Regions from separate parts of the Mus musculus genome. Here all the other regions are linked to region 3. A link is a contact called in public HiChIP or PLAC-seq, Micro-C and promoter capture Hi-C data. All regions are on one chromosome and are shown on one strand. Each heading gives the region's core, a stretch centred on a gene start, on an enhancer-like site or on the middle of the called end of the contact. The rest is flanking DNA. Distances are from core to core; before and after follow the strand shown. Region 1 holds the start of C230037L18Rik (RIKEN cDNA C230037L18 gene). Region 2 holds the start of Shank3 (SH3 and multiple ankyrin repeat domains 3). Region 3 holds the start of Pim3 (proviral integration site 3). Region 4 holds the start of Rabl2 (RAB, member RAS oncogene family-like 2). Region 5 holds the start of C730034F03Rik (a long non-coding RNA gene). Region 6 holds the start of Mapk8ip2 (mitogen-activated protein kinase 8 interacting protein 2).

Region 1 (5,030 bases), core at 1,432-3,931, 610 kb after region 3:
GGGTGTCAGCTTTTTACATAAGGAGGGGCAGAGGACAGAGCAGCTGGGGGTCAGCAAGCCGGGCTAGGGAGGGGAAGCCAGGAAGGGAAGCAGGGTACCCTGGGTGAAGAAATGAGCCTTGTATTTCCCATTCCGAACAGCAAAGACCCCATGGATCTCGTCTGGGTAGGGCGGGTAGAAGAAGACAGACTTCCGTGGGCTCTGAGGGAAAAGTCAGGATGACAGGATAGGAGAGATCTCTAAAAGCTCTTGTGTATCGCCCTGTTATGGGACCCCCACCCCCACTCCCCGCTTTGGCCCACCCAGGATCCTGAGAGGTGATACTCAGGGGCCACTCATCAAAGGAGACATGAGGCATGTACTCTCCGGCACTGCCCAGTTTCATACCTAAAGGAGGACCAGCATGGGGATGGTGTCAAGGGATGACTGGCCCTACCTTGCCTGTGCCTAGCAGCAAGGGGCTGATGTCAACACCATCCAAGGTGACGTTGGGCAGCGGAGCCCCGGTCAGGGCTGCCAGGGTGGGCAGCAGGTCCAGAGAGCTGGCCAGCTCATGGGTTACACCTGTGGACAGATGGCTGTTCGGCCACTCCATTCACCATCGAGGCTAGGGAGATGGGGGCCATGGGTCTACACAAAGAGGGCTAGGGGACTGACCAGGAGTAATGTGACCTGGCCAGTAGACCAAGGCAGGCTCTCGGACGCCACCTTCAAAAGTTGTTCCTTTTCCACATCTCAAGAGGCCAGAGCAGCCGCCATTGGACATGCGCATCAACTCAGGACTGGGACACACAAGGAAGTCATCAGTAACAAGAGGCTAAGGACCCTGCCCCACTGCTGGTTATGGATCACCATAACGTGCCTAGCACCTCTCGAGTCTTTTATACAGTCAACAAACAGCTAGGGTGGAAGTTACCCTAGAGTCCTGGCCTGTGATAGAGCAACGAGTATCCCTTGCTTGGCTCGTACCCGTTATCTGCAGTGAAGATGACTAGTGTCTCTTCCAGCAGACCGAGGTCCCCCACAGTTGTCATCAAGGCCCCTACAGCTCCATCCAGCTCCATCAAGGAGTCCCCAAATGGCCCACGGCCTGAGCGCTTGGTGAAGCTTTGTCCACTGAACTGAGGGTAGTGAGTGTGCTGGGGGCAGAGACTGGAGTCAGCACTGGCTGGGTACAGGTCTTGGGCAGTCAGGGGGCGGGGCCAGGGTCACTCACGTGGGAAGCGTAGTACAGGAAGAACGGTCGGCCCTGGCGCTGGGCATCAGCCATGAGGTCTCGGGAGAAAGACACATACCGGGCCTCCAGTCCAGGCAGCCAAGGGGGCTGGGCCTCCACTGTCAGGTTGGCCAGTAGTGGGATGGGAACAAGGCCTTGGTCACAGCCACCTTTGCAGGGGATGTCTGGTGGGAAGCACGTTAGGTTCTGACAGGGACCCTGGGGAGAGCAGAGAGCGGTTAGTGTGAGGGAGGACTGGCTACGGGTTAGGGTACAGTTGGTATGCGGGCTTGGGTGTGTGTTGGGGGGCAGCAGAGGGTCCGGCTGGTTTGTACCTGGTCATGGGAATATGGGATGCCCAGGAATCGGTGGAAGCCCTGATGCGGGGGCAGGAAGGCCCCCTCTGGCCCCACTCCAAGATGCCACTTGCCAGCCATCCCTGTAAGGTAGCCTCGAGCAGCCAGGACTTCGGCTAAAGTCACCTCCTCCAAGGGCAAGCCCCCTTGGGAACTGGGCCCCAGAACTCCAGGGTACATGCCTGATCGAACTGGGAGCCGGCCAGTCAGGAGGGCGGCCCTGTAGTACAAACCACAGAATCCATTATCTGCGAGTCCCACAGAGATGAACCCAGAGAGAAGAGGGAGAATGGTGGACATACCCACAGAGAGACAGAAATGGGATGAGCCAGGGGAGAGGGGAGGGGCAAAGGTCCCTCACTCACCGAGATGGCGTGCACAGAGACACAGGCACATAGAAATCTGTGAACCGTAGTCCACCTTCAGCCAACTGATCCAGGTTAGGGGTGGTAGAACTGGGGTGCCCATAGGAGCCGAGGTCCCCATAGCCCAGGTCATCCGCAAAGATCAGCAGGATGTTAGGTGGGCTGGCAGTGCTCAGGCCTGCAGCCAATGCCAAAAAGAGGGTCCCCAGGGCCATGACAGAGATACAGATGGGCCTGTGTCCTCAGTCCCTTGGTAGGGAAGGCAGAGCGATTCCAGCAGGCTCGTTCCTTGAGCGCCCAGGCCAGCCCCTACCTGAGGCCCCAGTCCCGAGCCCTCCTCCTCCCCTGAGCCGCCAGACCCAAATAATCCTTCTGTCTGTAGGTCCACTCTCTGAAGCTCCAGCGAATCTGTCAGAACTCGGAAGGGGGTGGCCTGGGGTGTAACTCCACAGAGCCCCTAAAGGACCAGGGCTTCATTAACGTCACGAGCGGGGATCTGACCCTGTTCACCCAGAGGTGCCAGCACAGGCTTGGGATCAGGAGCAGAAGTCACTTCACATTGACCCGGGAGGCTCCAGCGCCATGGGACAAGGGCGGTTCGAAATTGAGGAGGAACTGGTGGTAGACAGCGTCGATCTCAGGCAGTCTCGGATACGCCCGCGGTCACGTGACAATTGGCTGACCCAGAAGGGGCGGGCTCTGGGACTGGGCGGTACAGAGTCGGGGCTAGGTGGAGCTGGGACCGGGCGAGGCGGAGCTGGGGAGCCGAGCCAAGCGGGTTTGTGTGCCTATGGGAACCTTCCGGGTGGGGCTGCTGCGGACCTGGGACCGGGGCGGGATAGGGTGAGGCTGGAGATTGCTCGCGTGCTCCCGATCCTTATCTGCGCCGGTTGGGGTGTCCCGTGCTGGGCTTGGTAACCTTACGTTCTTTGCTCCTGCGCGCTAGGCTCAGGACTGCCTAGCAGTGCAGCACTACAGCTATCTGGCTCTCCTGCTGTGTCGCTCTTAAATGCGTGTCTGGAGTTCCTCTGGCGAATGGTGGGCTGTTTGTCTCATTTCCTCTGATGAGATACTTGAGGGATCCTTGTTGAAAAAACATCAGCATCCCCCTTCTGACTGAGCAAAGAGGCAAAAACCATGGAGTCTGACTGCAACAAACCAGGAAGACAAATCTGATTGGCTGCTGGCTTTTTGCTCACAACCACCTTTGGTGAATTTTGTGAAACACAATGTATCAAATTATTTAAAAAAATCCTTTCCCTTCTACACGCGTAACTGGTGTTTAAGGTTGAGTGTGTGTGTGTGTGTGTGTGTGTGTGTGTGTGTGTGTGTATCTGTGGTGTTAGAGCTGGGATGTGTGTCTGTGAGTCTGGTGTTTGAGAAGGGTTGCTGGGTTCCTGTGTGGTATAGCTTAGGGCACATTAGTATTGAACTAATGGGAAGACAACATGACTTGTTTCTAACTCTTCATTTATACATTATTGAATATAACCTTTTTTTCTTATCAGTTTTAACTGTTAAGGGAGACTAACAGATATATCCCTCAGAGGGTGGAAGGGTGGGTTCTTAGTGTACTTTAACATCTAAAGGTCCCTGTGGTAACTGGACTTCCCAGATCTCCCCGCCCCCAAAAGCCCCTGACCTGAGTCACTTTTCCGGAGCAAGTCTCTTCCAGGGTATTTCCTTGCAGGTGGCTGTTCCTAGGGAAGTCATTTGTCCAGATTCTTGGCTTTGATTCCTCTCCAAGACAGAGTGGCACTCTAAGACCTCTGGCGTCAAGATGGTCACGACCTGCGCACCCAGGAAGGAAGACGCTGGAGCCAGGGGGGAGATAAACAGGGTTCTGGAAGGGCCTCCCGACTACAGTAGCGGATCAGACTCAGGATCACCCAGTGGTCTAACACAGGCTCAGGTCAGGAGCAGACAACACGTGACACTGAGTTGAAGGTGCCCTCTGGCAAGCAGAATGAGGGTGGTTCAGAATGACGAGTAAACTGGTCATTGATTTATTGATTTTTTTTTTTTTCACTGAAGCCTGGCTCTCTGGGCATCTGGAATTCTCCCGATGAAATCTGCAAGAAACTGCAGGAGGAAAGTTCGAAACTGCAGAGACCCCAGAGATGGCACAGGAAGGAGCTGGGTCTGACTGAGGCTACTGCACACCTCATGTGAAGTGGGGGGTGGCTGGGGGCGGGGGGGGGGGAGCAATCTTCAGTTAGTGGCTCTCTTAGTGTCACATTCCAGCACGGTTTCTGGACTTGTGCACGGGTGGGGGTTGCCGGTAGTCCTTCTATTTAGAGTCAGGACAGAAAGCTCTTCTGTGGCCCAGAAATCTTTGAAACTGTATTTGGATCTCTCCCAGCTGGTGGCCACTGTGAATTGTAATTTGAAAGGAATCAACCAGAAGCACTTTCTTTCCGTTGCTAGCTGGGGAACTACCCCAGGACCTGCGCATTATTCTCTGGAGAGCCCGAGTGGGGTTGCGATGTTATGCAAATCGAGGTACGTTTCCCCTGGGTTCTTGGGGGACTCAGGTGTGTGTACACGTGAAGGTTGCTTGGGCTCAGCTCTGACCTAGAGCTGTGGAAAACTTGGAAAGAGGTATCTGCCTGCCGCCAGCTCTGTTCAAAGCTGAGCACTGAAGGCCAACCTGTCTTTAGAGATGTGAACTCTCTCCCACCCCCACCCCCCCTTTTTTTTCCCACAGAGCCCCAATTGGAAGTAGCCTGCTAGGGTTGGTTCAGGAAGTGGCTTCAGATGATGCCTGGGGCCTTGCTAATTTTGGACAAACACCCACAGTTGAGAAAGGAGCCTTGCCTTGGGAGGCAGGTCTCTTATTTCTGTACCTTGCTTGCAAAGGGATAGGAGAGGCCTCTGCATGGGGGTAAGATGGGGTGATTGAGTTGCAACAGTGGCCTGAGTAGAGTACTGTGGCTGTTCTTGCATCAGTTTATGTGGGGACCTAGGACGTATCAGGCCTCCACCTTCCCTACCCTACTGCCTCTCATCATGGTTATGTATAGGCGTTGAGATGTACAGTGCTGATCAGGACCAACAGGGTAGTTCTAACAGAAGAGCAAATATCTTAGGCAA
Region 2 (4,808 bases), core at 466-2,965, 640 kb after region 3:
ACTCTTTCCTCTCCTGCTCCTCTGACATCCTGCCCTAAGCCCTAGGGTACCCTAAGTTGCACCACTCAGGCACACCTTGGGAGGGGCTTGGAGGTCAGAGCCTACTGGGGCTTCACTTCCCCAAGCACGGAGGGGTCCACCCAGGCTTGAGGGTAGCAGGGAACAGACGTACAGAGGCACTGGAGACTCAGCTCTGCCGGGTAAGCGGGTTTTTTAAGGGAGGTTCTTTAGGGAGAAGGCTCTCCCTCAAGGGGTAGGGATGTGGGAGTGAGCCAGGTGGTCCATGGAGGACAATGCTGTGTGGTTGCGATTGGTCAGAGAGCCCTATATGGAGTCATGAAACATTTTGGGAAAGTGGAGGATCCGTGGGGGAGTGCAGGCTGTTCTGGGGGGGGGCAGTCTAAGCCAATCACTGTTCTGTGTGGGGTGAGGGCATTTCTGAGGTGACCCAGGTGGTCAGGGGGTGGGATCTGGGGAGGCTCTATCGTGTATAGGACCAGGGTAGTCCAGGGTTATTCCTGGGATGCGCAGGAATAGCCAGTTTTGTGGGCGATCCAGGGTTGCTCACGGAGAAGGTAGGAGAGGCTGTGGCTAAGGGGATGCTTTCTGCCACTGGCAGAGTTCCCGGCCAGGCTGCTCCACAAAAGCTGTCCAGTTTGTGCCGCCACCGATGAGTGGCTCTCTGGGGCCTTTAGGGGGTGAGGTGTAAGTCTAGGTATGCGGGAGAGTGCAGTGGAAGGCAGTAGACACTACCGAGTAGGGCAATTCATCCATTCAGGGGCTACACCTTTCTGGGCCTTGGGAGCTAGGCCCCCGTGCGTTGGGCACTTCCGAGGCAGCGCCGGGCTAAGGCTGGCACGCCACGCGGGCGGCGCCTGAGTTGGTTCACTCGCAGCGCTCCCCTCCCCGCCCACTCGTCACCCCCTCCCGCGTTGCCACGACAACGTGTGAAACTAAAATTCAGTTCCCCGCCGCAGGTGGAGACTAGTGGCGCCCCCTCCCCTAAGCCTTTCCTCGTAGGTCGCGCCCCCAGCCTGCTGTCGCTAAGGTGACGGGGAGGGGGCGACCAGCTGCAAGGTTGGGCTACCCAAGGTGCGGGAGGCCCGCAGAGTCCGGACAGACTCCCCAAACTCGGTTGTGGTGGGGGCCGAGAGGAACACCCTGGGCGCGGTTAGAAGGGTTGGTCTGGGGGGAGCTCCCGTGGACTGCAGCTCCGCCCTGCTCGCGCCTGGGGTTTGCAGCCCTCCGACTCCCACCCAGCACCGTGCTCGGGTGACCCCACCACCTCCTTGGGGTCTGGAGTGGGGTCGGCAGACTGGGGAGATTTCCACCCCGGGTCACCAATTTTCCTGCTTGTCTCTCCCTCTCAGTCGGCCTGTGGGTCCTCTTGCCCCGACGCGTTCCCCACCCAGCTCTAGAACCCTCCGTCACCCCAGTACGGTGGTCTGCGACGCTCGCCTGCAGCGGAAGCGCGGCGTGCCATCCCCCCGCTGTGTCAGCCACTCCCCCTCGACAGCCAACCCCCCCCCTCTTCGGCGCGGGCCCCCGGCCCCCGCCCTCTGCACCACACGCCCACGCCGCCCCGACCCCGCGGGGGACCCCAGTTTCCCGGCCCCGGGCTTCCCATCCCCGCCTCCGGCGCGGCCCCCTCCCCGCCTCCGCTCCGCTCCGGGCTCGGGCCCCCTCCCCCCGCCGCCCCCGCCCCCGGGGAAGGCAGGCGCCGCTCGAAGCCGGGGCCGATGCAGCTAAACCGTGCCGCCGTCGCCGCCGCCGCTGCGCCTGCGGAGCCCCCGGAGCCGCTGTCCCCCGCGCTGGCCCCGGCCCCGGCCCCCCCCGGCCCCCTCCCGCGTAGCGCGGTCGGCGGGGCTCTTGCGGGGGGTCAGGGGGGGCCAGGGCGCCGCGCGGAGTCCCCGTGCGCTCCTCTCTCCGCCGGGAACAGTCCGGGCCCGGGCGCTAGCACCGGGATGGACGGCCCCGGGGCCAGCGCCGTGGTCGTGCGCGTCGGCATCCCGGACCTGCAACAAACGGTGAGCCTTTGCGATCTCGCCGTACCCCTGTGTGGCCCGCTAGCGGTGACCCCCGCCGGGCGCGCCCTGCGCCAGGACCCCCGGCCGTGGCCACTCGCCCCTCCCCCGCCGCCTCCGCGGGACCCTCCCCATCGCCGGGGCGGGGCCCTGGAAGCCCAGCCCCGGGGCGGGGCCTCGGCCTCTGCGCGGTGGCGCGGGGTCCCTGCTCTCGCTCCCCAACTAGCCCTCCAAAGCGGGGCCCGGGGCGCGGGGCCCTGCGCCCGCAGGTCCGGGCTCACGACTCGCTCCGCTGCAGAAGTGCCTGCGTCTGGACCCAACCGCGCCCGTGTGGGCCGCCAAGCAGCGTGTGCTCTGCGCCCTCAATCATAGCCTTCAAGACGCGCTCAACTACGGGCTATTCCAGCCTCCCTCCCGGGGTCGCGCCGGCAAGTTCCTGGATGAAGAGCGGCTCTTACAGGACTACCCGCCTAACCTGGACACGCCCCTGCCCTATCTGGAGGTGCTGGGCCGACTGGGGTGGGGGTGGAATGGAGCGCTCAGGGTGTGATCTTTGAGCTCCGTGGCTGGAGCAGTAGAAGGGCAGGCCGGGAGGAGTTGGCGACAGGCGCGGTGGGGGGCTGTGTGCAGCCTGAGCAGTGTGCTGAGAGACCGAGGTGGGTACACCTCGAGTGCAGTGGGCAGGGTGAAGTGCAAGCTGCCTGTGTGGTAAGTGGTGTGTTGCAGCTTAAGCATGGAGAAACAGTGTGAGCGCCGTGTGTAGAGCGCTTGCAGCGAGCAATCTGGACAGCACACAATGAGCACATGCATGCCACACATGCACTGCACTCGGGGCGTGTGTGTGGTGCGAGCGGTTTAAGAGTGAGTGCGTTAGGGGTCATGTGGTGCGAACAGTGTCACTTGTGTGCACATTTGCCTCCTCTTGCCACTCACTCCCATGTCTTCTGAGGTTAGCCCAAAATAATATTAACACCATTTGTGACATATAAAGGTGATTTGAGTGCCATTCCATAGGGACGGAGACCTAGTCTCAATAGGAAGGGCTCGTCCTGTGTGTGTGTGTGTGTGTGTGTGTGTGTATACACCAAGGTCAAAGTTGGTCTGACCCTCATGGAATTTCCACCAGGAATTGGGTTATTTCTACTTGGAGTGGAAGTGTCTAGGAGAAGCTTAGTTTCAGATCTTGGGAGAGCAGTAGAGTTTTCCAGGTCCCAGTGGTGGAAATGAAGCTGACTTGAGCTGTGGGCCCACCAGGCCATTAGTTGGCCAAGTACTTCTCTGGACTGCCCATCGTTTCTGGGTAGTAGGTGGTCAGTAGCTGTCACTTCATTTCTGTCCACTCTGTACGTGTGTGTCTGGGACTTGCATGGCTGTGCGGGAGTGACACTGTGGGCAGGAGGGAGGCAAGCAGCCCGAGGTGGTAGCCACCTCTTGCTCACATGGGCCTGTGTGGTAGTCTTCTCCCCACCTTTTCTTTATCTGAGCAGTTCCGATACAAGCGGAGAGTTTATGCCCAGAACCTCATAGATGACAAGCAGTTTGCAAAGCTACACACAAAGGTAAGGAGGCAGTCCCTGGAGGGGACTCCCCATGGCCACTGACTGTCCCCATGCTGGCTTGACCCAGCCTGCTTTTCCCCCCAAGTTGATTTCAGGGCCTGAGCTGGAGCTGGGCATGCTGGGTGGGCACAGGCTCCATGCCCATGGCTGGTCCAGTGATAGGTTGCAGCTTAATCAGATATTGGCTGGTGTAGGGGTGAGAGCCTTGTTAGAAGCTTGGGGGCTGGGGGGGGGGCAGGGCAGGGAAGCCAATAAGCATCCAATGTGTTGGCTCTGAGAGGGCAAGAAGTTCTCTATATAAGGAACACAAAATTAGGTAGCTCATGAATTCTCTTCCAGGAGGGATTTGCTACACATTTTACAGGTGAGGCAGAGGGCTTGAGTCACCTGCTGTGACTGCCCGGTGAAGCTGGCTCAGATCTGTCTGACTAGGTAGGCCCTGTGGCCTGGGTACACTTAACCTGTATAGTGTCTTTGCATCTGGGACCTACTCCCAGATATAGAGTATAGGGCCTGACTCTATTCACTTTCTTTTTGAGGGGGTACTAAACCCCTCCTGGGTGTCCAGGGGGCAAGGTGGGTGTCACAGCCCCTTTCCAACTCCCCCAGTTCTGTGGATCAATGGGAATTTGTTCATGGGATACTTTCTTGATGGGCTCTGGAGTATAGGGAAAGGTCTTTGTGACCCCATCTGTGGTCCTAGATCCTTACGCTTACTTGAAAGACTTTCCTGCTGCCCCAGGACAGGTGACAGTCAATGGCCATGGCTCTATGCTGGGTAGAGACCATGTCAGAGAGGTCTTTGTCTCTCCCTCCACCAGCCCTTGTGTGACCCTGGCACCCTGGGTTCTCCAGCTCTTTTCTCAGGTGCCCGTAAGACATGAGAGCCACTTGCCTTTCAGAAAGTCATTTGGTTTTAGGATGGACCTGGACTTCTGACTGCAGCCCTGTCCCCTGGCTTGCCTGGGGTCCGGCTATCCCTAGCTCTCTCTGTTACCTTGGGGCTGGCTAAGGTCTTCCTAGAGGATTTGCATAGCTTCTTGTAGGGTTTGAGCACCCTGACCCATGATGCTGGTCCATGAGGCACCCTTTTCTGTCTGTGGTATAAGCTGCTTGTGAATGCCTGGGCTGGGACTCCTTGCCCTGTGTGGCTGGCACCTGTACCACCAGACAAGGCCAGTCAGTGAAACTTTGCCGGGTGAAGGACTGGAAGGCAAAGTCATGT
Region 3 (4,871 bases), core at 1,534-4,033:
GCTTGGGGTGTGTGTGTGAGCAAGTGACCCTCTGGTGGAAGCGATCCTGCTCCAGCAGCCCTCTCCTTGAGTAACCCCTGGTTAAGACGGGAAGGCAGACAGGCGGGATGCGTGCTCCTCTAATGTCACATTCATCTGGACCCAGAGCATCCTTTGAGTGGAGGGAAGGCAAACAACAGGGCATGGGCATCTGCAGCAGGACCATTCTCTTCTGTAGGAGATCTCCAGCTCTGCTGCCTATGGGATCACTGACCTGTGAGGGCCAGAGCTATTTTTAAGGTTTACTGGTTGGGCTTTCCAAGAACCAGGAAAAAAACAGGCGGAGGACTGGTACCCAGTACAGTAACTGGTTACAGGTGTTGAAACCTGTGGAGCAGGGATGGCCTAAGGTCCACCTTCTAACAGGCTGGGAGCGGGGACAGGGCAGGTAGACAAGGGCCAGAAGCCATGGGTTTCAGATTCAGTCCAGACTCCCATGCAAATAGGGAATAGGCTCCACAGACAGAGCCTCTATTTGATAACCTAATTAATAGGCTGATGGGGTAGGTTATGCCCATTGCTGGTAGGGGGTGGGGCAGGATTATTTGGGGACACAGGGATTTCCAAATGCCTGTCCGGAACAGATGCATGGATAGCTGTTTAGATAAAGCCTCTTACCAGACCTTTCTTCAGGCCAAATGGAATATGACAAGACCCCCCCACATGTTGGATGTATGATTCCTGGGGGTGAGAGCCATGGCCTATTCTGATAACATCACGGGGCTTAGAAGGTTTGGGGTCCTCAACACACACACGGGCCCACAGAGTAATTGATCTACCACACAATAAAGATAAACCCCCACCCCCAAGTCCTCTAGTACAATGAAGGGGTCTCAGCCTACCATGGAAGGGAGGAGAGAGGAGCTATGAGTGACAGCACCATAAGGTAAGTTAGTATGGGAAGATTCGAGGTGTCAGGAGCACCCCTCAGAAGTTTAGGGACCAAGGATAGGGGGGTCCTTTCTGGTCCTGGTCTCCCAAGGCCAACTACAAGAGGAACTAGCCAGGGTGAAGGCCAGGATGATCTGGAATGAACCCGCTTAGAAATTCACTTGGGAACCAGGTGGTGGTGGAACACATCTTTAATCCCAGCACTAAGGAGGGAAAGGCTGGTGGATCACTGAGTTCAAGGTCAGCCTGGTCTACAGAGCAAGTTCCAGGACAACACAAAGAAACCCTGTCTTAAAAAACAAACAAACAGGAGAGAAAAAAAAAAAGAAAAGAAAATCACTTGGGAGCCGGTTGGTGCTGGTACACACTTTTAATCCCAGAACTGGGGAGGCAGAGGCAGGAGGATCTCTATGGGTTTGAGGCCAGCCTGGTCACATGCTGGGTGAGGGTCTCTAGGGAGACACCAGGGAACCCCAGCCATTCTTCACCATTGAATTTACTACCCACCTAGACAGTTCTCAAGGATCCCTCCCTCCCTCTCCCGAAAGACTGGGGTCCAATACAACCAGATTGTCCTGGCCAGGAGGAGCACAGGCCCTGTTGGGTTCTTAGCTGGTCCTTTGAAAGCACCCACAGGCAGACAACCCCCGCCCCTCCCCCACACCTGAGCAGGTACCCTGTAAACCCTGCTGATAGCTGGTATGGAAAGCTTTGTTCTTGGCAGATGTGGTCAGCTCCTGGAAAGCATGTTAGGAGACAGCCAGACAGAGCTCCAAGAACCTGAGACCTATTCCGAGGGCCTGAGTGTGTCCAGACTGTTGAGGGTCTAGGCCACAAAGACAGAAAGGGGGTGAGGAAACCAGGTGGGCCCCAAATAGTGTCAAGGCAGTAGGCGCCTCAGAAAGGTTCCAGAGAGAGAAAGTGTGGATTGCGGTGTTAGTGGAGGAACATGGATAAGCCAGTGGGAAGCCAGGCTCCAGATCCCCCAAGTAGTAGCAGTTCAGGAACGACAGTTGAATCGTTTAGACATCAAACTGAAGTCCAGGGAGCAATGGCTCTCAACTCATTCTCACCCAGCTATGACAGATGACAACTCCAAGTCCTGGGTTGCTCTTGGGTCAGTGACTTAGCCAGGGGTCAACAACAGTTGAGTCTAATTTCACTGGTGTCTTAAGGTATAGGTAAAAAGGACACAGGGAGACTGCTGTAGGCTGTGTCTACTTGAGCTGCTCAGGACGGAACTATGGGCATAATAGTCATCAACAAAGGACCTTTGGTAGTTGTGAGCAGCTAAAGGGACACTTTGTCAGATGGCCTTAGAGCAGAGGGACAAGTTCCCAGGAGGGAGGATCTAGGGTTTAGGAGGCTCTCATAAGTACCCAGCTAGGAGCATGAGATCTGAGCCTAGCTGATGGGCGAACACTCAAGGTGTGCTCCAGGGAGCTGAGGCTGGGTTGAGAGGTCTGAGGGCAATGCTTTCTCTGTCGCCCAGCCACGTGCGCATCGTGGCGCGCGAGCAGCGGGTGACGCACACAGAGCTAGTGTCAGCGTAGGCCTCAGGGCCGCACGACTGTCCTCCCGGACTTCCGCTTCTCAGAGGGGGCCGACTCCTCGCACACCCCCAGCCACAAACGCCCACGAAGAACGAGGGAACAACACGCGTAACTCGCGGAGCCGGAGAGTGACCTTCCTCAGCGCGGCCTGGGGGGCGAGGCTCGGAAGGCCCCGCCCTACGCTGCCATTGGCTGAGTCCCCGTGTCCTTTCAAAACCTCGATTTTCATTGGCTTATGCGGCCCCGCCCGCGCTGCCGGAGACATAAGGGGGCCGCCGCCCGCGCGCGAGCTGCGCGTGCGCAGGGCGGGTGAGAGCGCCGTGAAAGCCGCGGAACGCCGTGCACCTCCGCGACTCTACTACGGCAAGCTAGTCCGGACGGGTCGTCGTCCCCGCGCGCCACCAGCCCTTGGTGAAACGACAGGGAGCGTCCGGCTTCCCCAGCACCGCCCTGCGAGACTCAAAACAGCCACACCGCAAAGCGAGCCTCGGGCGGAAGGAGGCGGAGCTTCAGGCGGCCCCGCCTCCGCGGAAGGATACACATCTCCGTGGTCCAAAACCCCGGGGCGAGGCGGCCGGGGCGTGTGAGCTGCTCGGCCAGCTGCCGTCTACGCGCTTTCGCGCGGCCACCGGGCAACTGCGCCGCGCGGCTGCCCCGCTGAGCGCTCGGCCTCGGGGCCGTGGGATCCGCCGCGCTGTCTGCGGTCAGGAAGACCGCCCTCCCGCGTCCTTGCCGGACGGGTCAGAGGCGGCACCGCACGCGAGGCCACCCGCGATGCTGCTGTCCAAGTTCGGCTCCCTGGCGCACCTCTGCGGGCCTGGCGGCGTGGACCACCTCCCAGTGAAGATCCTACAGCCAGGTATGTGTGGGGACCAGGGAGGGGGCCTGGGCGGGGGCCGGGGGGTGGCTTTGGGTCATCATCAACCCGATTGTTTGTCCCACAGCCAAGGCTGACAAGGAGAGCTTCGAGAAGGTGTACCAGGTGGGCGCCGTGCTGGGCAGCGGCGGCTTCGGCACGGTCTACGCGGGCAGCCGCATCGCCGACGGACTCCCGGTGAGTCGTGGCTCCGGGCGCACCCGCGTGGACGATCGCCACGCTCGGCCGCCCGTCTGACCGCTCGCGTGTCGCCCCCTCTTTTCCCCGCAGGTGGCTGTGAAGCACGTGGTGAAGGAGCGGGTGACCGAGTGGGGCAGTCTCGTAAGTATGCGGGTGCGGGGCGTGCGGGTGCGGGGCATGCGGGTGTGGGTTGCCTTGGCTTTGTCCGATGACCGCCTTGTCCCCCAGGGCGGAGTGGCCGTGCCCCTGGAGGTGGTGCTGCTGCGCAAGGTGGGCGCGGCGGGCGGCGCGCGCGGCGTCATCCGCTTGCTGGACTGGTTCGAGCGGCCCGACGGCTTCTTGTTGGTGCTGGAGCGACCCGAGCCGGCACAGGACCTCTTCGACTTCATCACTGAACGAGGCGCCCTGGACGAGCCGCTGGCGCGTCGCTTCTTCGCGCAGGTGCTTGCCGCTGTGCGGCACTGCCACAATTGTGGGGTCGTGCACCGCGACATCAAGGACGAGAACCTGCTGGTGGACCTGCGCTCGGGAGAGCTGAAGCTCATCGACTTCGGCTCGGGCGCGGTGCTCAAGGACACGGTCTACACTGACTTTGATGGTGAGCAGGTGGTGCGGCGTTCCGGCGACTGTTAGGCGGCCACGCGCCACGCCTGGCTTACGGGAGGGGTGGGGGGGACTGGGGACACCGGGGTAGCCCTCTGCGGTGTGAGGGCGCAGGGTCTGGGGACGGTGGGTGGCAGCCAGGGAGACCCGCGATACGCGCGTGACGCAGGGCCCCCGCCAGCCGCCTCGGCGCCGTGGCCCCTCCCTGTGCCGGGGAGGGCGCTCGCGGGCCTCCCTTGCGTGCGTGCGTGCGTGCGGAGCGCGGGGGCGCCGCAGTAGAAATCCCCGCATTGCGGAGCGCGGGGAAGCCGGGGCTCCCCCACTCCTCTCCTCCCTCCTCCCATCTCTCCCGCCCCTCCTCTTTCTAAGCTCCTCTCCTCCCCTTTCCGAGCCTTGCAGAGCTGAGCAAGGCGAGCCGGGGCGGGAGGAGCTAGAACACCAGGCCTGGTTCCCAGTGGCTTACGTTGTATCTGTTTGTTGTGAAACTGGAGCCGGAGCTCATGTGACGCGCTCCTGCCTTGGGGCCTGTTAGGGGTGGGCCTTCACCTCCCCTTCACTCCTGTTCCTCCCCTGCCCTCCATGTCCCTCCTTTCCTGAGTCCCGCCTGCAGCTGTGTTGGGGTTTTTCCAGGGTGATGACAAGCAAGATTCTCAGAGGCCCCATGGAGGCTGGCTGAGAGCTAATGAAGGCCCGTTGTTCAGTGTGTTCACCCCCCAGTGTGTATATAT
Region 4 (4,553 bases), core at 1,826-4,325, 730 kb after region 3:
ATATTTTGCAGCCATGGGGCAGCTTTGAAACCTTTTCTTGCTATTATAACCACTGACTACCAATCAGCCTATACAGTAAATCTACACAAAAAAACAACAAACCCTGAAAGACATTAAAATCATATATATATTAAAAATAGCACACATACATTTTAAATAAGACAAAAACCCAGATTTTAACACTTCTATGGTGAATAATTTCAAACGTCAACATGATGAGATTTGAAATCCCCTGGGAAAGGGGCCTCTGGGCACAGACTGAAAACTGGCAGAGAACTCGGGAGTCCCACTGAAACTGAACAAGGTCTTCTCACCCACAGGCCTTCCTAGACACAGATTCTATCACGGTCTCTAACATCCTGCTTAACGTATGAAAGGGGTGGGAACTTCTTATATTCAAAATGTCTGAGAGGCCAGAACTGTGTTAGTCTTTTGATGTTCTGTTAGCTGCTTAGATTTTAGGCTAGTGCTGACTTAGGCCTTCCCTGGGCTTCTCGCCAGTCCAGATTTCCCTAAAGGTCTATCAATTATTAAGCCAACAACTGGTCTCCCCTTGCCTGACACTTCTGTTCTCTGGGTAATCTTCCAAATCCTTACTTTCATTGCATGGGATCTCACTGAGGTTAGAGCAACTGTAAGACACCACAGCTGAGCTTCCATGGGAGGTGGAGAAACGAATGTCTGTTCGGAAGCTTGCCCCAAACTAGCAAGACCCCTAGAAACCATTCATGGCTCTGTGAGTCTGACGTAGAATGTGAGGTGACCTGCGGACTTGAGGGATGGGAGACGAAAGTGGACATTTACGTAGGAGCAACTCTCCCCTCATCCTTTGAAGGCAGAGATGAGTGTGTATCCTCAGCACCGCACCCTGAGTGGGTGAGAGGCAGGTGCCTGATGGAGAGAAGCCAAAAGAGTGCAGATCTCCAGGTGGGGAGTTCTATACCTGCACAGGCAGGCTCTGTGCAGAATAATCCAGTCATTTACACCATTGCAGTCAGTTATCGTTCAACCTCGGGGTGGGGGTGGGGGGTGTCTCTCCAAGGAAGCATCTTTCCTGCCTTTATTCTACCTGTCCTGTTCCTTTCCCCATCCCCACTGCCCTGTTCCAGTAACCCCCCAACCTCACAGAGGCAGTAATATCGCAGTTGCCACCCCTCTACTATACCAGTAATTTCCAGGGCAATCCACCCAACAGCTCTTGTGAGGACTCAGAAGGCTCCCTGATTTCTGTCCCTTCGACTCTCTCTCATTTCCTCCTGAACACAGTTACTGACATTTCTGCCCATGCACACCTGGTCTCCCATCATGGTGCCCCCCTCACCAGCTCACAGAAACCACATACACTCTCTCCATCTCTGGAGGACCTTTCTCATCCACCCAGGGCCGCTCTGGGGTCGTTTGCTCTTCCCTGATTTTCTGACGTACTTGGACTTGCCCACCGCACTGTCCCCCAGGCAGATGATCTTCACGTTCTCATGGGTGTCGTACTTCTCCTGCTCCAGCTCACAGTGCCTGTTTCTGTCCCCTGCCATCGGCTCTTGTTGGCAGACGACTGCCAGCCCCGGGGTCTCGTCACCGTCTGGGAAAGCCGACAAGAGTTCGCCGTTAAGAGGTGAGAACTCCCCTCAACTAAATCTAGTTTCTTCTTCTTCCTGAGCAGCTGATGAGAGAGAACCCACATCCTGACAACTTGGCCACCATGCGCTGAGCCTGGGAGCTCTATCTCTGTCTCTGGAGTCTCCTGACATTTCTCATTGCAGAGGTGTCTGGGTCACACCTCTCTCCCTACCTTCTGTACTAGATTTACAAGTTCAGCATATATACATTTTCTATATACATATTTTTACTTGTAAAAACACAAGCAACAAACATCAACAGAGTGCCCAAGTCACATGGAAATCTGATATTTCGCAAAAACAGGCAGACATTAACTGTACAATCTATGATGCCTGACCCATTCATGACCACTTTCCTTCTCTGTCCCATTGCTGCCATCAGCATCACAGTCCCTTCACCTTGGTAATTCCTCAAAACTTTTATTTATTTATTTTTATTTTGCGGGTGTCCTTTTTAAACCTCTAGTGGCTTTCAGCCTTCCTAATGCTGCAACTAGTGGCTCATGTGGTGGTGACTCCCTCAACCATAATATTATTCCAGTTGCTACTTCATAACTGTAGTGATGAAAATATCTGTATTTTTCTGATGGTTTTAGGTGTGCCCTGTAAAGAGTGGATCATTAGACTCCCAAAAGGGTCACACAAGTTGAGAACTACTGCTCTGTAATTTTACCCAATTCCTAAATGTAGATGATACAAACAATACCATGTCAAGACTTTGTCCTGCACTGCCTAAACTCAGATATTTAACTGCTCATCAGTTTTGTAAACAGGAGACTAGGGCATATAGGAACGTTACACGTTAAACATAAACAGTAAACTAGTTCTATGCACACTTCTCATATTTCCACAAGTATAAGACGTGACTACTATCCAGTGTCAACACCAGTGCGTAACATCATCTCTAGCCCGGTCCACTCGTTTCATATTCAAATCCGATTCGACAAACACTGCTTCGAATGTACGAATGTACAATAATCCAGATTCTTCGCCAGCTGGACGCACGGCATTCACACTACAGCCTGACTGGGAGTGGTCCGTTCGAAAGCCAAACCCCGACTATCGACTCACAATGGAAGCCCTCAGTGACTGTCAGTGTCTTCGCGATTTACGAGGGCTTTCTTTCGTGGGACAAACGTTTTTTAGGCGCCCACCAGGCCTAACCCCTCATCTCCTTATAAAGGACCCGCGATCTGCGGTCGGCTCTCGGCTGGGTCTCCGCCTTCCCTCCGCCCCACCTCTCGGGCGGGTTCCCCAGGCACTTTCGGCTTCGCGGAGGCTTAGAGGGACCCGGAACACCGCAGATGCGCTCGCCCACCACAGCCCCTGGGCCGCCAAGGCAGCCAGCCGCCTTACCCGTTTACAGATGACTGCAGTCCCGCAGCAGCTCGGCCGCGTCTCTGCCGCTGCTACGCGACCGCACCAGGACCCCGAGCTGGGCTGTCCGGCAATGGCCCGAAGGACCTCAGCGAGGCGCGGGCTGGCTAGCGCAGTGCCTGTCTGTCTGGCACCTTCCAGGATGCGCATCTGTTCTACTGACCCGGGGATGACAGAGCGGATGCTCTGGCATACTGGTCTGCGGTGGGAGTGGGAACCGCAGGTTGGAGAGGCATATGGCCAGCAACAGGTTGCTGCAGTATGTGATGCCTTGTTTCTCGACACACCCCCCCTTAATTTATTTATTCACTTTCCATACCGGTAGCTGCCTCTCCCACCCGACTCCCCCTCACACAGTCCCTTCCCCCATCTCTTCCTTTTCTCAGAGAGTAGAGCCCCTGCACCCCTTCCCCGACCTTGGGTGTTCTCTCACCTTGGCACACTAAGTCTCTGCAGGGCTAGGTGCATCCTTTCCCACTGAGGCCAGATAAGGCAGCCCACCCAGCTAGAGGAATTCCACAGACGGGCAACAGCTTTAGGGGTAGCCCCCTCCCCACTCCAGTTGCTGGGGGACCCACATGAAGACTGAGCTTCACACCTACTGTGTGTGTGTGTGTGTGTGTGTGTGTGTTGTGTGTCCAACCGTGTATGCCCTTTGGTTGGCGGTTCAGTTTCTGAGAACCCTCAAGGGTCCAGGTTATTTGACTCTGTCAGTCTTCCTGTGGAGTTCATATACCCCCCCCCCCCGGGGGGGGGCCCTCAATCATTCCCCCAGCTCTTCCATAAGAGCCCCTGAGCTCTGACTTTCTTAATCTCTCTCTATATATGGAGGGGCAACTAGGGAAAAGCCCCCCTCCCCCCAGCCCTTGGGCTGGAGTAGTTTAGGGTAGGGGCAGGGGATGCTAGCCCTACCCTCTAACAGGTAGAGACTGGGCATGCTGGGAGAACCCAGGTCTGCATTGATATGTTAAATAGGCGCCTCAGTTAGCCAATTGCTTGAGACCTAATAGCAAAGATCAAAAATTATTTCACAATAAAAACTGTAATGTATCCGTGGTGTCTCTTGGGAGCCTTCGCTTTATGGACTCTTGGGGATTTACCTCAGCTTTACAACATGCTCCTGCTGCAGTGCCATAGAGAGTCTAGAACACTGCCTGAAATATTCTAGGTTCAAAGCTATTGTGCTCAGTGATGGATGAGTTCCAACACTGTGTGTGTGTGTGTGTGTGTGTGTGTGTGTGTGTGTGTGTTGGAGGTGGGAGTTCCTCACCTCAGGCTTCATGGATGTTGTTGTTGTTATTATTATTATTATTGTATATTCTCCTACCAGCATTTCAAACAGTATTTATCTAATTAGTATATCTTTGGATTATATCATGTTAAAATACTTGGTTTTTAGAAATTGGTGTTTTGAGTTGTTGAGTTTTGTTTTTCTTAAAAAAAAAAAAGGACTAAATAAATTTTGGCTTGGGATGAGGACAAAATTTCCAACAAGTTTTGAGATCACTCCAAACACACATCTGCTGCTTTGTGCGGTAGCAGCATTCTCAGCACTAATAA
Region 5 (4,873 bases), core at 1,614-4,113, 570 kb after region 3:
TGAGAAAGGGTTTCTCTGGCTGTCCTGGAACTCACTCTGTAGACCAGGCTGGCCTTGAACTCAGAAATCCGCCTGCCTCTGCCTCCCAAGTGCTGGAATTAAGCACCACCACTGCCTGGCCTCCTTTTTTCTTCTGAAGGGTTTTCCCCTCCCCTTTCCCCTCCTTTCTCACCGACTGATCTCTAGCAGCAATTCTTCTTCCCGTTTCTTCTGTTCCTCTTCGGAGAGGATCTCACCCTTCTGAACCTCTGCCAGATAATGGCGAATAAAATGGAGCTGAGATCAATGGACAAGAGTCAGGGACTGGGGAGATTGGAATATCACCCTCTGTAGCCTTTATTCCTCTTTTCGAATGAAACAGAACAGGAAGCCAGAAGGCTTTTCTCTTCCCAACCTCCAGACTATATACCTGCTGTTCTCTAGTGGGGTAGTCCGTGGGTCTTGCTTTGTAGAAAGGCCATTCTTCATAAGTATAATCATAAACCCACTCACAAAAATGATTCCCAATGTCAAAGCCCCTGGGAGGATAGAGCAAACATTCAGTCCATGGGCAGCGGGGCTGTGGAGGTGAAGGGCCTGGCCTGTTTTGCCAGGACCCTGTAGGAACAGGACCCACAGGAGGCAGTCCTCCCACACTTACCTGTAGTTATAACTACTGTACTCAAAATCAACCAACATGAGGTTATCATCACTGTCTGGCTCTGAAAGCAACAAGATGTTTCCTAGGGGAATGGGGATTTTGGTCACTTCAGGGCATGCTGCCCTCTTTCGGCGTGGGCTCAAAGACTCACATACATTCTCCTACCTTCCTGGATGTCATTGTGGCAGAAGACCACTGGTGACGGGGTATCGTCTAGTAACTTCCTGTAGAGGTAGAGAGGCGTAGGCTATAAGGCCTTGTGACTAGCCCTCAACAAATCCTGGAGAGGACACTGATAAATGCCAGTGCCACCCACCCGCCCACTATGTCATCCGCCTTCACCTGAGGCTGTTCATCTCGTCCTTGAGGCTGTACATCTCTACCAGGTTCATCTGGGGAAGGCTGGTGGAAGGCAAGTCCTGGATCTGCTTCAGGTACCTGGAAGCCGCCCAAACGGGAAACATTCTGTCTATCTCTCCCCACCCCCTTCTATCGACTCTTCAGGCCAAATTGTCCTGTCACTGGGCTTTGGCTGGGAAACAGAGTCCATGATACTGGGGTATCTATCCACTCAACTAGAGGTTCAGTTTTAGATGCACGGATCCCAAACTGGACTCACCGCTCCATGGTCCCAAACAACCATCGGGGCTCCTTAGTGAAGGGCATCTCCATACCATGGAAACGGGCCATCCTCGTTGCAATGGCTCCCGACAACACTGGGTCCCGGAGCTCTTGAGTTTTCAACGGCCGGCTCTGTACCCAGTAACCTATCAGGGTGGTGAGGGGGCTGGGGCGGGAGGGGGAAGGGATACGGGATGGGAGGAGATCAAGGTCTTAGGGAAATTTCCCTACCTGGGATGTGAAGGCAGACTTTGGGAAGGGTAAAGACTTGGGGTAAAAACAACAAAAACTGGGCTCTTACTGGGAGGTACTGTTCCAAGCGGCCCTCTGGAAACACTCCGTAAAGCTGGGGCCCTAGAGACCGCTCTGCGAGAATGGCGAACATCACGCTTTCTAATACCAAGGAGTCTACACCCTGATAAAAGATGTATGGCAAAGGGGCTCATGTCAGAAAAAGCCAGAGGTACGTGGGTACTGGCCCAAATCGGCTTCATCTACAATAGCTTGGACTTCTGCTCTTACTGACTGAGAATTCTTGAGCTTCAGCATATTCAGCTACACAAATAAGACACCACTTTCTGCACCACTTGCTCCAGATGTCCGAACTCCCAAGTTACGATCCTTCTTTTCCCTCACCTGCAGGATGGCCCCGTAGAGTCGTAGCAGCACCTCCCGGGGCTCCCCGCCCACACTGGGTACGTGGTTCGGTAGTGAGCATCGGAAGAGCAGGTTGCTGAGGCCTCCGCTGCAGATCCACACAGGTCAGGCTCAGCAAGGGTCGTCCCCCCGATTGGTGGGACCCACTCTAGACACCCTTCCCGAGAGGACCTCCCAAGTCCCGAAGGGGGACCCCGCCCCCCAGCACAGCAGGCTGCAGACCTGCCCCCACCCCCCACCCCCCCGCGTAGCACTGACGGCGACCGAACTGGGAGTGTCCCCAGGGTCCCCAGGGCTGACCCCTGACCTCACGGGACAAACGCTCAGCTCCTCCGGCCGCGCTCGGCGCCAGGCCCCGCCCAGGTACTCCCGGCACCACTGATAGGCTCGGCGCTGCGCGTCACGGGACAGCGAGGAAGCGCGCCGCCGATTGGGGATTGGCTCTGGGCACTTAGCATCCTGCAAACCGTCCTTGGGCAGGCCGCCGCCGACAGCCCCTCCTCCGACTACCCCTGTCCCGTCTGCCGCCATGACGTGGGCTCCGTTAGGTTTAACGCCTGCCGGTGCTCAGCGAGCCTCAGGTGAGGTTGGCTCCTTCCGGGTAGGCTCGGTTCCGCTTCCCGGAAGCCGCAGAGTCTCTGGGCGTCCTCGGCTCTTCGCGACTGCCTTCGGCTTTCTTGGTGGCTCCAGTCCTGGGACCGTTTCCAAGCCAGATGCGATTCTCAGGGCTGCGGCGCTCAAAGGCAAAGAGGGACGGCAGCTTTCCCTGAGTGGGGCGCGCTCGGGCCACGCCCGATCCGCCTATCAGTCTCTGCAAAAACAAGTTACTGCGTGGACTGTGTCCGGAACCAAGGAAGTGACGTAGGCCAATCCCGAGCGCCGTGGGCGGTTGGACAGTAGCTCCGCAAAGCTTACGAGCCAGGCTCTGGCCAATGAATGGACGATGGTAGTTTGCGGCTCCTTTATAACAGCTGCTGTGTGAGACACTCTACTAGGGAGTAGATTAGCCGAGCCTGTGGTGACAGTTGGGGTAAGTGAATGGAAGAATGAAAACGTAGGTTCTAACGATTCCCCTTTCCACAAGGCAGCAGGTGTATATGTGATGCTGGAAGGCGTAATAAGAATCAGTCCGGCGTGTCCAGCGCTGCATAGACCGCATGAGCGCCATTAATGTGACCCAACACAATAACTTAAAGTATTTTTCTTTCTCGAGAGAGTGTGTCTCTCTCCTGTTAAATATCGGGAAGAGGGAGACGTTAATGGTCAGCTTAGAAAGGAAGCTTACACAATCCATAATTCATCTGAAGGATGAGGTTTATTAGAATGAAAGGGCCTCAAAGCTACGAGTTTCGGTGTAGGGGAGGGAGAATTGAACATGAGACCTTAGAGTTAAGAAAAGACTTTCCTTTAAAGTCTAGGGATGGGGCTGAAGAGGTGGCTAAGCGGTTAAGAGCACTGATCCCTCTTCCAGAGGTCCTGAGTTCAATTCCCGCCAACCATGTGGTGGCTCACAACAGTCTGTATGTAATGGGATCCGATGCCCTCTTCTGGTGTGTCTGAAAATAGCCACAGTGTACTCATACACATAAAAAATAAATAATTCTTTTTTAGAAAGCCTAGGGAGTGGGGGCTGGCGAGATGGCTCAGTGGTTAAGAGCACTGACTGTTCTTCCGAAGGTCCTGAGTTCAAATCCCAGCAACCACATGATGGCTCACAACCACCCGTAATGAGATCTGACGCCCTCTTCTGGTGCGTCTGAAGACAGCTACAGTGTACTTACATATAATAAATAAATCTTAAAAAAAAAAAAAGGGAAGAGAGTTCATTGTGCGGGTGCGGGGTGTGTGTGTGTGTGTGTGTGTGTGTGTGTGTGTATAAGAACGCGGGGGAAGCATTCAGGAAACTGAAATCGGTGGTTAATTACCTGTGAATCTGAGGACAGTCTAGTCTATATACTGGGTTCCAGGCCAGCCAGGCTACATAGTGAGAGAAGAAAGGTGGTAAGAGAATTAATGGGGTGGCAGCAGAGGAGCCAATCAGAGAGCAGCCTTAAGAGCAATCTGTGAAGCAGACAGCTGAGGTGTTTCCAGACCGATCTCCTAAAAAAAAAAGAGAGAGAGAAAATTGACTTCAAAACAAAATTTTTTAGAATTGTCAAAACCATGAGCAGTTTTCCTACATGGCCCACTGAGAGCTGGAGAGAGGCATCCCCTGCTCCAGGCTGTGGGAGCTGGCTTAAAGATGTAGGCTATCTCCCCTTTAATCCCAGCACTGGAGAAGCAGAGGAGTACAGGGTCAGGACACAGACAGATAAACGTGCAGGTGGGTATTTTAACTTCCTTAATACTTTGGACCGTGAACTTTGTGGAGAATGAACTTTGTAGGTGGTAACATTGTTTTATGTTGCAATGTTAAAACTCTGGACCAGCCTGGAAATGTTAGGTGGTGTTTTTATTTTTTATTTTGGCTAGCTTTTGAGCCTGGGAAAGAGTTCTAAGCTCTGTTTTCTGGGCCGAGGTTCTAGGTGAAAGTGGCCTTGATTCTGCTATCTGACTGACCAGACCATATCTTTCCAGCCTTTTTTTTTTTTTTTTAACATAACTACTCCTATCAGGAAGTCAGGCCTGGGTTGGCATAGCTTGTCCTTTGTGACTTACTAGAGGTCAGCTTCTTAGCCTGTGGGACATGCATGACCCCGTGAGGTTGGCTGAATGTAGGGATTGGTGAAAGATTTGGCGACAGTAAAGGTTTCTGAACAAATAATAACCAGAAATTAATGTAAAATAAATCAAGACAAAGGAATTCAAGATGTTTCTGACCACTAGATAACTGAATTGTAGCCTTGGTTTTGAGCACACAGCATGCGTACTTCATGTGGCCACACCAACTTGGCTAGTATTTGAGACTGTGGTGTACTGTTGAAACAGTTGGTGACCCGGTGACGTAGGTCTCCT
Region 6 (4,876 bases), core at 1,400-3,899, 590 kb after region 3:
ACCAAGAGATCATATCTTTTAAAAAAAATTACTAAATGCCTATGGTTTGGGAGGATAGCTTAGTCAGTGAAGTACTGAGTTTGATCCCCAGAACGCGTGCAGAAATGCCAGGTATGATGGCATATATGAGTCTTGTCCCAGGCTTGTGGAGGCAGAGGTAGGCGCACGTCTGGGACTCACTGGCCAGCTTAACTGGTGTGTACAGCTTTATCCACAGATGATAAACAGTTGAAAAGAAAATGAACTAAAATAAAAATCATCCAGAAAGACATAGATATGAAAAACATAAGCAAGAGGTTAAGAAGTCCTGGAGGCTAGAGACAAAAAACCCATCATGAGTTTAGTGGGAAAGAAGCTGGAAATAAAGAAGGGATGCAGCAGAGTCCATATTTTGCTGTTTGCGTTTTTTGAGGCAAGAGGTTCACTGTGTAGCTCAGGCTAGCCTGAAAACTTAGCTTTCCCCACCTCAGCATAGTAAGAGCTGGGATTACAGGCAATGCACCACCGTAGTTGGTTCTGAGACAGTATTTAAAGTGTGTATATATATAACGGGAAAGTGTGTATATATATGTTTTTTTGAGACAGGGTTTCTCTGTATAGCCCTGGCTGTCCTGGAACTCATTTTGTAGACCAGGCTAGCCTCGAACTCAGAAATCCGCCTGCCTCTGCCTCCCGGGTGCTGGGATTAAAGGCATGCGCCAACACGCACAGCGGGAAAGTATATTCTTAAGAGGTAATGTTTGTCAGATTCTTTTCACTAATGAAATAGAGATTCATGTAATTAAGACCAGTGAGCCTCAGGCAGAGAAGACATGTTAAATAAATCTACACGAAGATACACTGGATTGAAGCCTCAGAACACCAGCAATGGAGATGTTCTGCGTGCAGCTGAAGAAGACAGGGACTTGTCAGTGTTGCAGTAGCAATGGATGTTGAGGCAAGAGGGAACGTTAACATTAAAACAGTGAAGTTGGGAAACATTGAGCATGATAGATAAGAGGGCTCCAAGCCAATGCCAGCCGGTCAGGAGGCTCTCTCAAAGTCTGCTCCGGTAAGAAAGGTATGCGAGTCACTGCTACCCTCTCATACATCATTTCTCTCTCTCTCTCTCTCTCTGTGTGTGTGTGTGTGTGTGTGTGTGTGTGTGTTCACTCTGCAGCCCTGGCTGGCCTTGAACTCACTATGTAGTCTAAGCTTACAGAGAACCACTTGCTTCTGCTTTCTGCATGCCAGGATTAAAGACAGGAGCCACTATGCCCGACTGTGCATTTAGAAGGATAGATGTTAAGTGATTGTTAATAAATCACTGTGCCCGGGGTTTATGTGTGTCACAGGACCTTTATTCAGATGGAGAAACTGAGTTCTGGTGCATTGAATAATTGCCTCATGTTCGGAACGTTGGTGGCTAAATGAAGATGGGTAACCACTCTTAGATCTTAAGTCTGGAGAATCTGTGCTCTTGGAGCCAACGAGAAACCCCACAGGAGAAGTGGGAGGTAACCCCTCCCGGGGTTGTCTATGCTTTTGGAATCTGGGTGTGATCATTTGATAAGAGAGAGGCTTGTGTGGGGTTATAGTCTGAGATGAGTTCAGGGTTGTACAATTCCAGTGAATTCCGAGAAAGCCTGGAGAAGTCACACTCGTTGGCAATTCAGAAATTAAGAAACTGGTTGAGCAGGGTGTCTCACCTGACTATCTGAGTCCCTTCTGCTCTGTGATTTCCAGCCGTAACACTCTAGTGTCTCTTTCTTCCTTCAAAACTTAATTCCAGTGTGAGGCTCCCTACCCCTTCTTCTCTAGCTTGTCCATCACTACTTTGATCTTCTGCCTCACTTCACAATTGGCTCCATTTCTGCCCTGCCTCTCTACACAGAACTTCTTAGTAAGCCTATGCCTCAACTTGGAGGTTTTCCATACTCAAAACAGAGCCAAGAGCATAGGTGGCCCCAAGAAACAGCTGCTCAGTTGATGAACATAGCCTCAACTTCTAGTGTCCACCACTATCTCTGCCCAGGATCTTCAAGTCTGTACCACACAGAGAAAGTTCAATGTTGGCTTCTGAATGCTGGACTCTGATTCCAGACCTCTTCACATCCTTTGAGACAGAGTCACTGTCCCGGTTCCATTAGCACTGTCAGGATAATAGCTGGAGTCAGCAAATCTTAAGGAGAAGTTTCTTTTGACCTCATCAGCACCCAGTGGAGAACAGCTCCGACGAGCTCTGATCAGCACCCTCGGGTGGACAGCTCCCTCTGCCACCCGTTAGGAAGTCTAGCGGGTTAGTAGGTCTAGCGCGGGTTAGGAGGTCTGGGTGGGTTAGGAGGTCTGGTGGATTAGGAGGTCTGGTGGGTTAGGAGGTCTGGTGGGTTCCTGACCAACTCTGCTTTTCGAATTTGCCGGGGCATGAACGCTGTTCCTAAGTCCTCGCCCATCACCCCTCCACGAGCAGTCCACCTCCCAGGAGCACTGCACACCGCTGTAACCAGAGGCGCGCATTCCCGGGCCGCGTTGGTCCTGGCTCCTGGGTCTACCGCACCCATTTCCCCCGCACCTCTCTCGGCTCCTGCAGAAACCTTTGGTCTACCAGCGTGTCTCTGCTTCCACCTATCCCTTCTCGCCTATTCCACGCTAGGACCACGCAAGCCGCCCGCCAGCTCTCCCGACCAGAATCTCACCACCACCGCTACCACCACCACCTCGCATCCCGCATCCTTTCTCGGCTCGACCCCCATTCCTCCGCCCCCACCTCAGGCCCCGCCCTGCGCCACTCCCTCCCCTCACCCCTGCGGCGCGGCTTGCTGCCGCGGTGTCCTGGCAGGGCGCTGAGGTGTGTCGCCGACGGGTGTCGCAGGGCGTGTCACGAGGTGAGTGGGGAGACAGAGGCCGCGAGCCTGAGCACCAAGGGCGCGCGGTGCTCCTCACCCCTCCCCCTCGCTGCCGGCCGGCGGTTCCAGGGAAGATGGCGGATCGCGCGGAGATGTTTTCTCTCTCCACCTTTCACTCGCTGTCGCCTCCCGGCTGCAGGTACGCATTCGGCGGGTCTCATCTTCACGTAGGTCTCTTCGGCCTGCCACTCCACCCCATCGACTTCAACTACCCAGGCCAGGGCGCCTCCTTGGTTTGCAGGCCTCTGACTGATGCTCCCATCCCCCACCCTGGGCTCCGGGTCCTTCGGTGTTTGCTCCTTGTCGCGCAGACCCAATGGCAACCCCCCCCCTTTCCCACCCCCACACAGAGATACACATTCACTTTTCTTGTTGGGATACCGAACCGCACCCAGCCAGGACCGATGACCTAGCAAGGGTGCGGTCTCTCGATTGACCCTTTGAGGGATTTTAGGCAGGGTGTTCAGCACCTAGTCTGTTCCTGCCAGTGTCCTTTTGGCCTTGTTATGCCTCCTTCCATAAAGGCTAGGGCCTTGCCCCTAGCCCTCTTCCCTCCCAACCCCCCCTCCCCCCAGGACGGCAGAGAGTGAAATCAAGCTTGAAGCTCTGGGGGTGAGATGGGGAAGTTGGGATTGGAGGGGCTGGATGTTTGGATGTAGGCCTGTTTCTGTGTAGGAGTGGATGGGGAACAGCTGGACCCCTCCCTCTCCTGTTGTCGCAGCTCCCCCCCCTCCCCCCCCCCCCCCCCGTTGGTTCAAGGTATCTCCCCTGAGGCTGAAGCTGTGACCCACAGGGGCTGGGAGCTGAGCTGAAAAGGAGTGGGAGGGGTTTGTGGAGGGATGCCTCCTCTGGGCTCATTCCCTGTGGTGGAGGAGGGGACCCAGGGGAGAGCAGTGCCTGGGGTCAAAAAACGACACGGCTTTAGCATGGGAGCTGGGGGCCCTGGGAGCTGGACCTTTCCCACCAATGTCCTCAGGATCAGCTCTCAGGCCAGGAGCCTAGGTCAGGTGGCCTTCTGACCCTGGCCTCCTCTTCAGGCCTCCCCAGGACATAAGCCTGGAAGAATTTGATGATGAAGACCTGTCTGAGATCACGGACGACTGTGGCCTGGGCCTTAGCTACGACTCGGACCACTGTGAGAAGGTGGGGAAAGGGGCTGGGTGTGTAGGGTCTGAGTATGGAGGAGGTTCACACAGGCTCAGCCTCCCTAGCATGCTTGTGGGTTTAGGGAGTCTTGAGTTCAGCTGCTGTGCAAAAAATCCTCTGCTCTTGCTGATGGCCCCTTGGTGCCAGTCTTCTTTCCTAACACGCCGTAGGCCCTTCAGAGGCTCTTATTTGGCAGATCTACCCAGCATAGTGCCACAAGAGGAGGTGTGCCTGGGTGCTCCTTCTTTAGATCACTCCCCACAAAGCTCTAAACCCTCCATTTTCTCCCAAAACTCAACCTCTGTGGCCTCTCTAGCTCATCTCCCTTTAAAATCTTTCCCTTTCAGCCCTTCTGTCTATATGTTTCCATTTCTGCTTGTTTTGAGGAAATGCCATGTGTCAAGTGGGGGGGGGGGTGCTTTACAGGCATTGAGCAGAGCCAGATAGCAGCCCCACCCCACCAACTCTCAGTTTAGGGGGGGAAGGAGGGAGGGGGCGGGAGGGTGAATATAAGTGAGAGATAGTGATCACTAGTATGCCAGTGGCCCCGTTCCAACTGGACACAGAGTGTGATGATGGGGACGGGAATCCAGTCCAGACGGAGGGAACCAGGAAAACTTCCCAGAGGAAATTTTAAGTCACAGAACCCCGAGGTTAGCAGGAACCAGGCAGATGGGTTTAGGTAGGAGGGTGTGGAAGAAAGGAATTGCTGGCAGAAGGACTGGCTATGCCAAAGACCCCGGGGTTGGTACAGACTTGGTGAATCACCAGCGCTCCATGTTGATGCATTCTTCTGTTACATCTTATTGATGATGTTCCCATGGGAGTACGCCAGTGCAGTGTGG

The links. Promoter capture Hi-C pulls out the DNA fragments that hold promoters and counts their contacts. Hi-C and Micro-C count contacts between places; a contact is called where the count stands out from the background. HiChIP or PLAC-seq counts read pairs in DNA pulled down with a chosen protein or histone mark. Capture Hi-C pulls out chosen DNA fragments and counts their contacts.
Region 1: a promoter capture Hi-C map of liver shows a contact between it and region 3, with 3 times the contacts expected there. The contact joins the promoter of C230037L18Rik here to the promoter of Pim3 in region 3. A contact is called at or near these places in 6 of 39 promoter capture datasets (the C10 cell line, liver, maxillary cranial neural crest and 1 more), 4 of 484 Hi-C or Micro-C datasets (B cells, CD4 T cells, CD8 T cells and 1 more), 5 of 115 datasets of contacts at active chromatin or transcription factors (bone marrow-derived macrophages, embryonic stem cells, large pre-B cells and 2 more) and 3 of 9 other capture datasets (adipose tissue, liver and pancreatic islet).
Region 2: a contact with region 3 is called in a Micro-C map of embryonic stem cells, with 1.9 times the contacts expected there. The contact joins the promoter of Shank3 here to the promoter of Pim3 in region 3. A contact is called at or near these places in 2 of 39 promoter capture datasets (cranial neural crest and hematopoietic stem and progenitor cells), 1 of 484 Hi-C or Micro-C datasets (embryonic stem cells) and 2 of 115 datasets of contacts at active chromatin or transcription factors (extraembryonic endoderm stem cells and pancreatic cancer cells).
Region 4: an HNF4G HiChIP or PLAC-seq map of pancreatic cancer cells shows a contact between it and region 3. The contact joins the promoter of Rabl2 here to the promoter of Pim3 in region 3. A contact is called at or near these places in 2 of 115 datasets of contacts at active chromatin or transcription factors (bone marrow-derived macrophages and pancreatic cancer cells).
Region 5: a contact with region 3 is called in a promoter capture Hi-C map of pre-B cells. The contact joins the promoter of C730034F03Rik here to the promoter of Pim3 in region 3. A contact is called at or near these places in 12 of 39 promoter capture datasets (the C10 cell line, the HPC-7 cell line, cranial neural crest and 6 more), 6 of 484 Hi-C or Micro-C datasets (CD4 T cells, CD8 T cells, cardiomyocytes and 3 more), 9 of 115 datasets of contacts at active chromatin or transcription factors (the 230-238 cell line, epiblast stem cells, large pre-B cells and 6 more) and 3 of 9 other capture datasets (adipose tissue, liver and macrophages).
Region 6: a contact with region 3 is called in an H3K4me3 HiChIP or PLAC-seq map of pro-B cells, with 4 times the contacts expected there. The contact joins the promoter of Mapk8ip2 here to the promoter of Pim3 in region 3. A contact is called at or near these places in 3 of 39 promoter capture datasets (hematopoietic stem and progenitor cells, hippocampal neurons and pre-B cells) and 4 of 115 datasets of contacts at active chromatin or transcription factors (epiblast stem cells, large pre-B cells, pancreatic cancer cells and 1 more).

The regions. Positions count from the first base shown.
Region 1 is chr15:89,473,571-89,478,600 of GRCm38.p6, forward strand. C230037L18Rik (RIKEN cDNA C230037L18 gene) reads left to right here and starts at 2,682. Exons shown (of 5, transcript NR_077233.1): 1 at 2,682-2,715; 2 at 3,689-3,849; 3 at 3,972-4,077; 4 at 4,300-4,439. It overlaps Arsa (arylsulfatase A), which reads right to left and starts at 3,854. Exons shown (of 9, transcript NM_009713.4): 1 at 3,580-3,854; 2 at 1,938-3,085; 3 at 1,552-1,792; 4 at 1,217-1,435; 5 at 970-1,139; 6 at 658-782; 7 at 437-564; 8 at 99-201. The coding sequence starts at 2,152.
Region 2 is chr15:89,497,893-89,502,700 of GRCm38.p6, forward strand. It overlaps Shank3 (SH3 and multiple ankyrin repeat domains 3), which reads left to right and starts at 1,716. Exons shown (of 22, transcript NM_021423.4): 1 at 1,716-2,027; 2 at 2,323-2,526; 3 at 3,512-3,583. The coding sequence starts at 1,740.
Region 3 is chr15:88,859,411-88,864,281 of GRCm38.p6, forward strand. Pim3 (proviral integration site 3) reads left to right here and starts at 2,784. Exons shown (of 6, transcript NM_145478.2): 1 at 2,784-3,342; 2 at 3,428-3,537; 3 at 3,631-3,681; 4 at 3,769-4,138. The coding sequence starts at 3,258. Gm33049 reads left to right here. Exons shown (of 3, transcript XM_006521646.3): 3 at 2,423-3,096. The coding sequence ends at 3,070.
Region 4 is chr15:89,588,848-89,593,400 of GRCm38.p6, forward strand. It overlaps Rabl2 (RAB, member RAS oncogene family-like 2), which reads right to left and starts at 3,076. Exons shown (of 9, transcript NM_026817.3): 1 at 2,973-3,076; 2 at 1,426-1,579. The coding sequence starts at 1,532.
Region 5 is chr15:89,427,152-89,432,024 of GRCm38.p6, forward strand. C730034F03Rik (a long non-coding RNA gene) reads left to right here and starts at 2,864. Exons shown (of 4, transcript XR_875570.1): 1 at 2,864-2,948. It overlaps Chkb (choline kinase beta), which reads right to left and starts at 2,776. Exons shown (of 11, transcript NM_007692.6): 1 at 2,226-2,776; 2 at 1,898-2,006; 3 at 1,563-1,676; 4 at 1,260-1,393; 5 at 983-1,078; 6 at 806-864; 7 at 641-722; 8 at 410-518; 9 at 173-276. The coding sequence starts at 2,449. It overlaps Gm44502 (predicted readthrough transcript (NMD candidate), 44502), which reads right to left and starts at 2,776. Exons shown (of 27, transcript NR_004843.2): 1 at 2,226-2,776; 2 at 1,898-2,006; 3 at 1,260-1,676; 4 at 983-1,078; 5 at 806-864; 6 at 641-722; 7 at 410-518; 8 at 173-276.
Region 6 is chr15:89,451,262-89,456,137 of GRCm38.p6, forward strand. It overlaps Mapk8ip2 (mitogen-activated protein kinase 8 interacting protein 2), which reads left to right and starts at 2,650. Exons shown (of 12, transcript NM_021921.3): 1 at 2,650-3,024; 2 at 3,923-4,028. The coding sequence starts at 2,960.